Regions from separate parts of the Mus musculus genome. Here regions 2 and 3 are each linked to region 1. Evidence: chromatin contacts called from public HiChIP or PLAC-seq data. All regions are on one chromosome and are shown on one strand. Each heading gives the region's core, a stretch centred on a gene start, on an enhancer-like site or on the middle of the called end of the contact. The rest is flanking DNA. Distances are from core to core; before and after follow the strand shown.

Region 1 (3,635 bases), core at 504-3,003:
CCAAAGCCAAGCAAGCCAGCACTCCTGACTCAGAGACGATTAAGAGATAAATTTGTATTTATAAGTGTTACCCTTGTTCATTCAAGGTGTATTGCTTTCAAGTTAATACATATTCCTTACCTTGTCTTTTTCTCCTTTCTTCCACTTCCCAGACAGAAACCTATGATTGTTTGAAATCTTATTATCAGAAGTAGTCCTTGAATCAAGCACACCACAATCAGAGTCGACTCTTAAAACAGCTTTTAAAAACGAGGTACTGTATTTCATAGTAAAGAAAGCGACTGAATTCAGAGAATTTAAACATACATTAAAGATCCCTGTGGTAATTTACATATGCGTATCCAGGCTGAGCCTGTCCTCTTTCCAGCGCTGTGTTTAATCCTTCCAAGTGAGCATTCTCAGGTAACTAACTCAGGAATGTGAACCTATATAGCCAGGCTCCAGCTTGCCTCAGAAAACAAGCCCGAGAAACCAACACAGCACACCTAAGTTGGTACCAGCTAGGCTCGCAGTCAGCCTGGTTTTTTTGTTTTGTTTTTTTTTTTTAATCCTTCTTGGGTGGGGTGCGGGGAGAGGCCTTTTACCAAGCAACTTTCTAAGCCTTCTCCAAGTTAATCGTATGTCCAGCCCAACAGGCAGACCAAAGACCAGAATTGCTTCTGAGAAATGCAAGACTGTGAGTCACTATAGCCTGTGCCCATTGCTGTGGCGTGTTACCTGCTGCCTCCTTACCTACATTGTGTCACCTGAGCAAAACGACGATGAATCGTTCGGTCAGCCTATGTGCCTCCGGACTCTTACTGTTTGGGAAACACGGTTTCATAGCTCCTGAAAATGATGCACTCTGACATTGCACAGATGTGAGAGATAAGTCCCCTTAGCTCTGATCGCAGGTGAGGATGGACTGACTCATGCCTGGGCATAGAAAAGATGGAAAGTCAGAGACTCTCCAGCTTTAGGTCGATGGTGGGGAGATTTGCTGCTAAATCTGCCTATAAGCGGTGTAGAGACAGCGTGAAGACCGCATGGGTTGCCAACAAGATCTTGAAAGAATAAAAAACTCTTGATAATTCATCGATCATTTTAGCATCTCCTTTTAGCTAACTTTTTTTTTTTTTTTAAATCACGACACTCGCTGCTTTTGAAGGGGCTTGCTGGGTTTCTCAGTCTCCTACCTGCCACCCCCCTGGCGTCTAGAAAGAGGGAGGGAAGGGCGGCGAGGGAAAGGGACCATGTGGGTATTTCCCCACCCTGGCGAGCCAGGTCCTGAATCATCCCCTAGCTGGTAGCACTTTTCCTCCGGCAAGTCACAACTTTCCCTAGAATAATACGGTCTTGTACTTAAAAGGAAGAGTGGTGGGAGACCCGAGGGGCGGGGAAGAGGAGTGAGGAGAGAGAGGGGCGTGGATCGGCCGATCCCGCCCTAGAATCTGCGGAGCTGGAAGGCAGCCCGCAGTGAAGTTGCGAGCCTGGGTAGGAGGTGTCCGCTCTGAGTGCGATTCCCGGGAGGGAGGAGTCAGGGCGGCGGGAGGGGCGGGGCGCCGCGCACCTGAGCGCGGAGGGCGGGGCTTCGGCGGTACTTCTCCGCCCCCTTTCGGGCCGCAGGGACTCGGCCCTTTCCGCCCCGCTTCGGCCCCGCTCGGTTCCCGCCCCCCTCCGCCCCTCGCTCGCTCCCTCCCTCCAGCCAGGGACTGCCCCCAGCTCAGGCCGGCGAGTTTGCCGGGGCTGGTCGTGCGCGTCCCGGACGCTCCGGCTCACCTGGACAACCCTCATCCCCGCCACGCTCCTTGTCCCACCTAAAAACTTCTCGGAGGTAAGGGGCTCTTCCGGGCCACCCGCACGGGACTCGCGCACGGGTCTCCTCTCCGCTGGACACGTCCCCCCCGGTTCCAGCCGGCTGGTGGCTCTCCGCGTCCCGTCTCGGAATGGAGGCGTCTGCGGCGCGGAGCTCAGGCCCGCGCGAGCGGAATGGGAGTCCCGGGGAGCTGTGCACACAGGTGGCAGCGGCGCGGGTGTCCCGGTGCGGGGTCGGGGACCTGGGTGCGACGGGGAGGGCGGCGAGGGTGGGGCCCATCTCTTCCTCTCTCTTCCTTCCCCGGGGTCGGATTTCTCGGGGTGCACCGCAGAGGTACGTCCTGCGAACTTGGCGGCTGGGACGCGCGGCCACGCCGAGGGCGCGGCGATCGCTGTCTCGCGGCCACCCCGGGACCTGACGCCGCGCCCCCTCCCCCGCCCCGTGTGCTTCCTTGCAGAGCGTCGGTCCGGCAGCGCGCTCACCCCGCGCAGTCCCCAGCGCATTCTCGCTTCCCGGGCAGGCGGCGGCGCCGGCGGGAGACAGGAGTCGCGGCGTGAGGGGCGCCCCCGCCGGCCCCTCTGGGAACATGGCGACCGGCGGCTACCGGAGCGGCGGCAGCACCACCACGGACTTCCTGGAGGAGTGGAAGGCGAAGCGCGAGAAGATGCGCGCCAAGCAGAACCCCGCGGGCCCGGGGTCGAGCGGCGGGGATCCAGCCGCCAAGTCCCCCGCGGGATCGCTGACCCCGACCGCGGTCGCGGGAACCTCGGAGCTCAACCACGGCCCCGCGGGCGCGGCCGCACCTGCCGCCCCCGCGCCCGGCGCCCTGAACTGCGCTCACGGCTCGTCCACGCTGCCCCGCGCGGCTCCCGGCTCCCGGCGGGCGGAGGACGAGTGCCCTAGCGCCGCTGCGGCCTCGGGAGCGCCTGGGTCCCGGGGCGATGAGGAGGAGCCGGATAGCGCCCGGGAGAAGGGCCGCAGCTCGGGACCCAGCGCCAGGAAAGGCAAGGGGCAGATCGAGAAGAGGAAGCTGCGGGAGAAGCGCCGCTCCACCGGCGTGGTCAACATCCCCGCGGCGGAGGTGAGCCGGGCGGGGCGGGCCGGTGCGGGGCTCGGGGCCGCCTCCCGAGTCTTCCACCAGGGAGCTCCCTCGGTCCGGGGCCCGGAGTTCCCTTCCACTCTCTGCAGCGGGGATGGAGTTTTACTTGGAGTAAATGATTGCTGGGAAGTTACCCCGACCCAGAAAAGTTGGACACGTGCTCTTTTTTCCGCCCCTGGAACCGGATTATTGCTTTAGAATGATAGACAGTTGGTATTCCCCAGGATTTGGCAGCCTAGACTTCTGTCTGTCTGTCTGTCTGTCTGTCTGTCTCTGAGTCTGTGTGTGTGTGTGTGTGTGTGTGTGTGTGTGTGTGTGTGAGAGAGAGAGAGAGAGAGAGAGAGAGAGAGAGAGAGAGAGAGAGAGAGAGATCAAGTGTTAGGGAAATCGATTCGTGGAGGTGATGACGTCTTCTGATTTCCCACGTGTCCATCTCGGGCTATCAGGTTGTTTTATCTCCACTTCCCTAGCAGTGTTTACAAGCAAAGGCACCTTTAAAGAAAGCGTAGCCTTAGCAATAGCTAAGCGTTATCTCGCAGTAAACCCGTGTTAAAGTCGCCCCAGCGGTATTTTGGACAGCAGAGATGCTGTAGCAACTAAGTTCTGGAGTCTCAGCAACTAATTGTGGTCTTGAACAATCGGGAAAATATTTGTTGGAGGTGTGTGTTCTTTATGTTTGGTGTGTGTGTGTGTGTGTGTGTGTGTGTGTGTGTGTGTGTGTGTGTGTGTTATATCACCAAA
Region 2 (3,635 bases), core at 454-2,953, 200 kb after region 1:
AGACTAGTAGGAAGCTGAGTATGTGTAGTTATCCAACATGCTCAGGTGAGAAAACACTGGACTGACGTGGGGCCTCTACTTAGGGAAGTGCTTCTTTTCTGTACAGCCCAGCATCCTCTTTTCGCCGATGTGGACAGTTTTATCTTATTATTTTCACTTGACTTGTTATTTTGTTTGTGTTTTTCAAGTCTGGGTTTCTCTGTGGCTCTCTCGTGTCTGGCACTCTCTCTGTGCCTCACCCTAGACTTGAACTCACAGAGATCTGCCTGTCTCCTGAATGCTGGGATCAAAGACATGTGGGACTACCCGGCCTGTTACTTTATTTTATAAAAGTACCTTCCAACAGCACCTCAAAGTTCCTCCAACCAAACTGCCCTTAGTCCATCCCTCTTGCTGTTATGGGACAGCTGACTTCATTTTCCTCTTTAGTTAAACAAGGTTAAACTTTGATCATGTCCTTAGCTAGAGGTCACCTTGGTTTCTTTTTCGATTTGTTCTTCCTTAATAGTCTTGTGAATTACACATTGTAAATTGTTTCCATTGTTCTGAGAATTGACTGACCATAAATAGTTTCAAGGTATGTTAAATGTCTGACCATAGGCCCATAAGATGTACCTTTCCCAAGATCATAAAAATAACTGAAAAGTTCCATTTCTTTTTTTAAGTCACTAGCTTGTTTGCTATAAGAAGTTCTTTTTCTTTCTGGTTTGGGCCACTTCATTTTCCTGCCAAGGGAGAATATAAATCTGGCCCTGCCGTAAAAATAAAATTTTGCCTTGCAACATCTCCATGTTAGCACCATCACACATCAACATCAGAGAGACATCACTCGAACACAGATTCATGAAACAAGTAAAAGAGTATGATAATATTTATACATACTATATGTAATATATATGTATATAAAACATATATTCGATTTCTTTTCCATACACATAAGGAAGATGTATATGCATTTTTGTTTCTAATGTAGGCTGAGGTGTTTACAGTGAATTATAGTAGGCCCCACTAAAAATTTAGTAGGCCCCACTAAAAATTTAGTAGGCAAGAGCACAGAATATTCCCATAGGGTATATGTGTGTGTGTACAACATATATACATACATATGTATACATATACATAATTTCTGAAAGGACATACATGAGACAGTGTAGCAGTAATTATCTCTGATAATAGGGCTGGCTATGGATGTGGAAAGCCTTGGCAAGCCTGTTACTCCTTTTCTAAGAACACATATTATTGTTAGAAAGTAAAAGTGAATTTGAAATAAATAAGTGAATGATTGTATATAAATACAGAAACAAAGTGAAAAGCCTTTAGAGGGGGCAATTATCCTAGTCTGTTGGTACCCTAAATAAGAACCGGAAAAAAAAATGGCCCTGTAGTCATTGATGAGGCCAGATGTTTGCCTATGTGGCCCACCACTGTGTCCTTGCTAGGGGACACAGTACTTAACTTTGTGGATTCTGAAGTTTATGCCTTTGGGATGGCAGGGACAACCTTCTTTCAGAAGTCTCTATGATTCGTGAAGTCCCCAGGGCTCTCTGCCTCCTTTCCATTCTTCCATACTGGATAGCTTACCTTTGCTGTGGCTCTGCCCTGTGTCTACGCTTGTGTCTTGCATTCCTTTCATGGTTAGCTAACATTCTACCTGGCCTTATCTCAGCACTCCCTCTGTTACCCTGGAGATCTGCTGATAGGCATGATGTTTTAATCTCCTAAGGGGAGATTATGGGTGTAGGACTTCCTCCGCACTAAAGGAGGAGGAGGAGGGACAATTGCTAGATCCCGACATTCCAGAGAAACAGCAGGACTCTCCTGGGAGATCCAGGCTTCAAGACAAAGCCCCAACTTTAAATAGTGAGACAAATAAGGATCCATGTGCATTCTCACCCTGCCAGTGTTCACACGTGTGTGCACACCCCCTTCACATACACACACGTGTACACACACACACACACACACACATACACACACACACACACACACACACACACACACACACACACACTCACACACACACACACTCTCTCCCTTCCATCTGCTGCCTCGTCCTCATACACAGTTGTACTCCTCCTGCTCTAAATTACTTGTGTCCCTGGCATGCTCAGCCATTCTCCTACCACAACTATTTGTACCAACCGTGGCTCAAGATGCAATTAGCCACATTCGGTTTCTCCCTCCTTTGCATGTTGATTTAATGGTGTTTGACTCCAAGTAGCTTCTCCCATAGAGAAGTAAAGTAGATTCCAGCAGGACATTTGGAGGTGGGGCAGATGCCATAGATGTCTCAGAAACCTATGGGATTATTCTGTGCTCTTGCCTACTAAATTTTCAGTGGGGCCTACTATGACTCAGTGTAAACATCCCAGCCTACGTTAGAAACAAACAAAAAAAAATGCATATTTGCTTTATTATGTATATGGAAAAAGAATTATTTGATTTACAGAGAAACAGGTCAGTGTGCGTCAATATTTTAACTTTTGTATTTTCAAGTACGAGATGATGTTTCTTTTGCTTTTCCTAGTTTTGTATGTGTGCCAGGTTTTTTTTTTTTTTTTTTCTTTTTTTCTGCCATTACCTACATTTTTGCCCTTATTGTCTAACTGGGACTTATCTTAAAGTACTCAAACTATCTATCTCGATTACATCTCGATTTACTACTTAGCTCTTGGGTTCAAGAAATGAATCAAAGAAGCTGCAAAGAAATAGCGCCTGCAGAATATTTTATTTAGAAGCAGGGAAATAGATGAGTCTCATTTACAGAGCGCGTGAGCCGAGGTACTTGAAATTCTTTACCTAGCAAGCGTTGGGAGACGATACTTGACTGGCATGTTGTGATCTGGCTACTTCATGTACGTCACCTTGGTTTCAAATGTAGTGAAACATGACACATCCCCAGATAGTTAAAGGCACAGAGTTGTTTTCAGCTCTTATACATCGGAGGGGAAATATCCTATTAGGCGTGAAAGGCAGTTGAGCTGACAGAGCTGCTGGTTTACTCATTAAGTGAATTAAAGTCAGGCCTATTGGAATATTTTTTACCTGCTCTTCTGATGAAATGAGAATTTGACAGTCGTCTCCAGGGAGCTAACTGCGGTGGGAGAACCTCTATAAATCATGCACAAACCAGTGTCCTTCAAGCTCAGCAGCATATGCCAAGATTGTGGTGGCTTCATAGACAATGGAGTAAAAGGTAGAGTGGTTCTTTATGCAGTGGCCAAGTGGCACACTTCTTGGCTGCCTCCTGAAGGCAAGGGATGCCTCTCTTTTATGCTGCCATTCATGTGTTCACATTCGCAGCTTATCTAGAGAACCAGAGATGTGTCTCTTTCAGGCTTGAGCTAATATTTCCAAGTTTGAGCCTCTGTACACTCTTTCTCTCTTATTACATCTTTTTATAACAACAAAAGCGGTTAAATGCAAAGGTGGGGGGGATGCTTGACACCAACCGTGATCAAAGACATACGGGAAATGAGATTCGGACTTTGGTCTACCGAATTGGCAAAGACTTTATAAAGTGTCACAGTGCTCATTGGGCGGAGCTGTAGACTCAGATGGAGAGCGGCCAAACTGCTCCCTTCCAGAGGGAGAATTTGACATTTCAAAGCCCGAGCACACACTTACTAAGCAGG
Region 3 (3,635 bases), core at 795-3,294, 160 kb after region 1:
CCTCCTCCTCCTCCTCCTCCTCCTCCTCCTCCTCCTCCTCCTCCTCCTCCTCCTCCTCTGGTTTTTAGAGACAGGGTTTCTCAGTTTTGCCTTGGCTGTCCTCAAACTTACTCTGTAGACCAGACTGGCTTTGAAATCGGAGGTCTGCCTGCCTCTGTCTTCCAAGTGCTGGGACCAAAGGTATGATGGGTCTCCTCTAACCTTCCTAGTTAAGTGAACCAAGAGTCAGGCTCCCTCTTTCTCTCTCTCTCCTTCTCCTCCATCTTTCTCCCTTTTTCTCTCCCTCCCCCTTTCCCCTCCATCTTCCACCCTCTTCCTGCCTCCCTTTCCTTCTCCCCGTCCTCCCACTCTCCATCTCCCTCTCTGTTCCCCCTTCCTCTTGTTTCCATTCTGGATTCTTTAAGCCAGCTTTAACTGGATTTTATTTTTCCATTTGTCATTCAAATCATTTTTACCAAGAGCATCTAGACAGGGCTACACTTGCCCCAGCCACAGGAAGTGGGAGAGACAGAGGGGTCAGTGGAAAAGGAAGCAAGTCTCCCGTTTCCTTATTCTCTGGAGAATGCTTCTTATCCTGCAGGAGACCTGGGAGATACAATCACATTTTGCACAGGAGAAAGGCTTGGCTGGCAGAAGGCTACTCTCTTTCGGTGAATGTGGGGACTAAGGAGATGAGCCCACATCTGTGTAGGTGAGGTATGAGGAAGTCAAGAGAGATGAAGCAGGTAATGTGTAGCTATGTCCAGATTGTAGACGTCATCAGCAGGCTCAGAGCAGCAGGTTTTTGTTTTTTGTTTTTGTTTTACTATTGGTTTTGTCCTATGGCATGTTCCAAATAATTATTACTTACTGGTTGTGCTTTGGAAATTTCTTTAGTACATGTAGTACCATGGTATTTTTCATTGTCATTTTCCTGATTTTGGTTCTTGTAAACACTTGGTTAACTGTTGACAGTGAATGGATGACTGTTGAATATCTAAGAATTTGTTTGGAACTTGTCAGTTGTTAAAAAAAAAAAAAATCAAAACATCCGGGTATAGGTACCAGAGATGTGCTTCAGGGAGATCAGGCCTACAATCATGGATGGAATCCGGAGAAATAAGGTCTTGGCGTGATGGAGCGAGGATGTAATTACTGTGTATCCACCTTGTCAGATGGAGTATTGTCAGGGAACACCCAGAGCATCTTAAGAAGGGATAAACTTCATGTAACGTGTTTACAGCTGGCCCAAGGTGTCTGTTCTCATTCATTTCACCCTGTGCTCTACAGTGTGCTTGGGCCTTAGCTTTTGAAGGTTGTTTTTTCCCAGAATCCCTTGCCAACTGGGAATGAGTTTCTGCCAATGGGCAGCACTGGCTGAGGTCGAGATAGGAGGGGAGGAGGCAGAATTCTTTCCTGGGTCCTAAAGCAGCCACTGATAACGGCCATCTGGCCTTCCCAGAGTCTCCCATGGAGGCCCTTTTTTGATACCTGCCCTACTCTGAACCAGCCTTTGAGGTAGTGTCAAGGAGCGCACAGACCACCTTATTCAAGGTTCTAGACCCTCGACAGGCCTGGCGCCATCAACATGAAATCTTCTTTCCTTTTACCTTAAAGATGGTACCTTGTAATCTCTGGGGTGCCTATCTGTTTGTTTTCTCAGGATTTCCCATATGATGGGTTGCCTGAATTAAATGTCTGTTTGAAACATCTGAAGTGGTTTTGTTTTCTGGCTAGTATTTTTTGAAGCGTCCTGTGTCTGCTTTAGACCCAGGAACCCTTTGGACAAGCATGGGTGGTTGTTTGTTGCAGTTGGTAATTTATTAAGAAATTTTTGTTCTATAGTTTCGGATCTAATTTTGAGAGTTTCTCATGAAACACAATCCTCTTCAGTGATAGCCAGCTGTACCCACCATGTTGATGGCGTCTTGTTTCTAACCTGGCCTTCCTTGAGTTTCTTTTCCCAATTTAAATTTAGAAGCTTTTGCTAACTGCTGCCTCGAAGCGCTCAGTAATTACATGCTCTTTCCCTAGGCTGTTTAAGCAATTCAGGCTTGGTCCCTCTCCTCATTTGGAGTGACTAATGGGGCTGGTTACAGGAAGTATGATGTAGCTGGCTATCAGAGACTTTTATCACGGTGGAATTTGTCAAACTACGTCAATTTGACAGAAGCCCATGCTCTGGTTTAGGTGACTCTTGCCAGATCCTTCAGGATTTGTTATCTTAGATTCTCTAGGAAACTTCCTGTGATCTCCCCCATCAAGGATCCTATTGGATGAATCCCCTGGCTGGAGCTTAGAGAAAAAGGGTTTTTACTGAGGAGAGCTTGTAGGAGCCACACCTGCAAATGGGTAAAGACAACTGGGTAGAGGGAGATGTTGAACTACAGAACGGTTGCAAAAGCTTTCTCCACCATCACCATTGGCTGTGGACTTCCTCAATCAGCTTCGGAAGGTGGACATATCCCTGGACCTTCGCTCCAGGCTGTGGAGCTGAGTTCCTGAATCAGCCTTGGAATGTGGTCACATTGCTGAACGGTTGCTCTGGGCCGTGGAGCTGAGATAGAGTTCCTGAATCAGCCATGTGGACTGCTCCTTGAACCTAGTTAGGGCAGCTGTCAGTAGCAGAAAGGGCATACTCTCAGCAGCCAACACCCAAGAAGCTGCAGGGTAGTCTGTCTGTACCAAGAGGAGACCAAGATAAACATACACAGTTATATACTGTCATTGGTCAAGTGAAAGTTCTTGGGTCAAAAGTGCTTACTTTTGTGTATTTGTGATAAGGCCAGAGGTCAATCTTGAGTAGCGTTCCTCTGGTCTGTCCACCCACCTTGGTTTTGGAGACAGACTCTTACTGGCCTTGGGCTAGCCAATTAGACTAGCTTTGCTGGCCAGAGAGCTCCAGGGACCTGTCTGCCTTTGTCTCCCCTTCTCTATAGGATTATAAAACCCTGCCACTAAAGCTGTTTTTTACATGGGTTCTGAGATGGAGCTAGGTTCTTATGCTTTTTGCTTTTCATTAACATTTTTATCCAAGTGGTGGTAGCCTATGCCTTTAATCCCAGCACTCAGGGGGTGGAGGCAGGCGGATCTCTCTGTGAGTTTGAGGCCAACATGATCTACAGAGTGAGTTCCAGGATAGCCAGGACAATGTATTGAAAAGCCAATATATTTGTGTATTTATTGATATGGTGTGTATGTGTGTGTGTGTATGTATATGTATGCATGTGTGTGTGTATGTGTATGCACTCATGTATAAGTCAGAGGGCACCTACATGGTGCTGGCTCTTTTCTTTACATGGGTTCTAGGGTTCTAGTCAGTCTTTATGGCAAGTTCCTTTTCCCATTGCTCTATCTTGTTGGCTCTATGCTTCCATGATGAGCACTTTATACGCTGAGCTAGCCACACAGCCTCCAGGGTGCTTCCTTCTGAGCATGCGTATCACAGCGCAGTATCTATCAGCCTCAGAATGGTACATGGAGGCACCACACTGATGTTAAATGAAGGTAGGAAAGCCATTCAGTTGCTTCAAATCCTCTTAGCAGCCATGGGCTTTACTATCCTGTCTATCCCCTAAAGATACACTTAAAACAATTTGATTTTAGTTTCCTTCTGGGGACGTGTGTGTTAGCTCGGCATCGAAGTGAAATCCCTC

What was found. HiChIP or PLAC-seq counts read pairs in DNA pulled down with a chosen protein or histone mark.
Region 2: an H3K27ac HiChIP or PLAC-seq map of epiblast stem cells shows a contact between it and region 1. The contact joins the enhancer-like site here to the promoter of Pawr in region 1. A contact is called at or near these places in 3 of 39 promoter capture datasets (the 3T3-L1 cell line and liver), 8 of 484 Hi-C or Micro-C datasets (the HL-1 cell line, the N1E-115 cell line, Sertoli cells and 3 more), 12 of 115 datasets of contacts at active chromatin or transcription factors (cardiomyocytes, differentiating embryonic stem cells, embryonic stem cells and 6 more) and 1 of 9 other capture datasets (pancreatic islet).
Region 3: a contact with region 1 is called in an H3K27ac HiChIP or PLAC-seq map of trophoblast stem cells, with 14 read pairs. The contact joins the enhancer-like site here to the promoter of Pawr in region 1. A contact is called at or near these places in 6 of 115 datasets of contacts at active chromatin or transcription factors (cardiomyocytes, embryonic stem cells, pancreatic cancer cells and 2 more) and 1 of 9 other capture datasets (adipose tissue).

The regions. Positions count from the first base shown.
Region 1 is chr10:108,330,436-108,334,070 of GRCm38.p6, forward strand. It overlaps Pawr (PRKC, apoptosis, WT1, regulator), which reads left to right and starts at 1,754. Exons shown (of 7, transcript NM_054056.2): 1 at 1,754-1,813; 2 at 2,253-2,876. The coding sequence starts at 2,382. Gm40755 reads right to left here and starts at 2,568. Exons shown (of 2, transcript XM_017314170.2): 1 at 1-2,568. The coding sequence starts at 2,298. The coding sequence ends at 1,342.
Region 2 is chr10:108,529,623-108,533,257 of GRCm38.p6, forward strand. All of the region lies in intron 9 of Syt1 (synaptotagmin I), which reads right to left. Among named protein-coding and RNA genes, the nearest start is that of Gm36601, 76 kb to the left of the region's middle. Within about 2 kb of position 1,704, at least 48 of the 459 cell types and tissues checked have an H3K27ac peak or open chromatin away from gene starts, as enhancers often do. A contact at or near this core is called in the HL-1 cell line, epiblast stem cells, extraembryonic endoderm stem cells and 3 more, where this site is marked.
Region 3 is chr10:108,493,742-108,497,376 of GRCm38.p6, forward strand. All of the region lies in intron 1 of Gm36601 (a long non-coding RNA gene), which reads left to right. Among named protein-coding and RNA genes, the nearest start is that of Gm36601, 40 kb to the left of the region's middle. Within about 2 kb of position 2,045, at least 9 of the 459 cell types and tissues checked have an H3K27ac peak or open chromatin away from gene starts, as enhancers often do. A contact at or near this core is called in trophoblast stem cells, where this site is marked.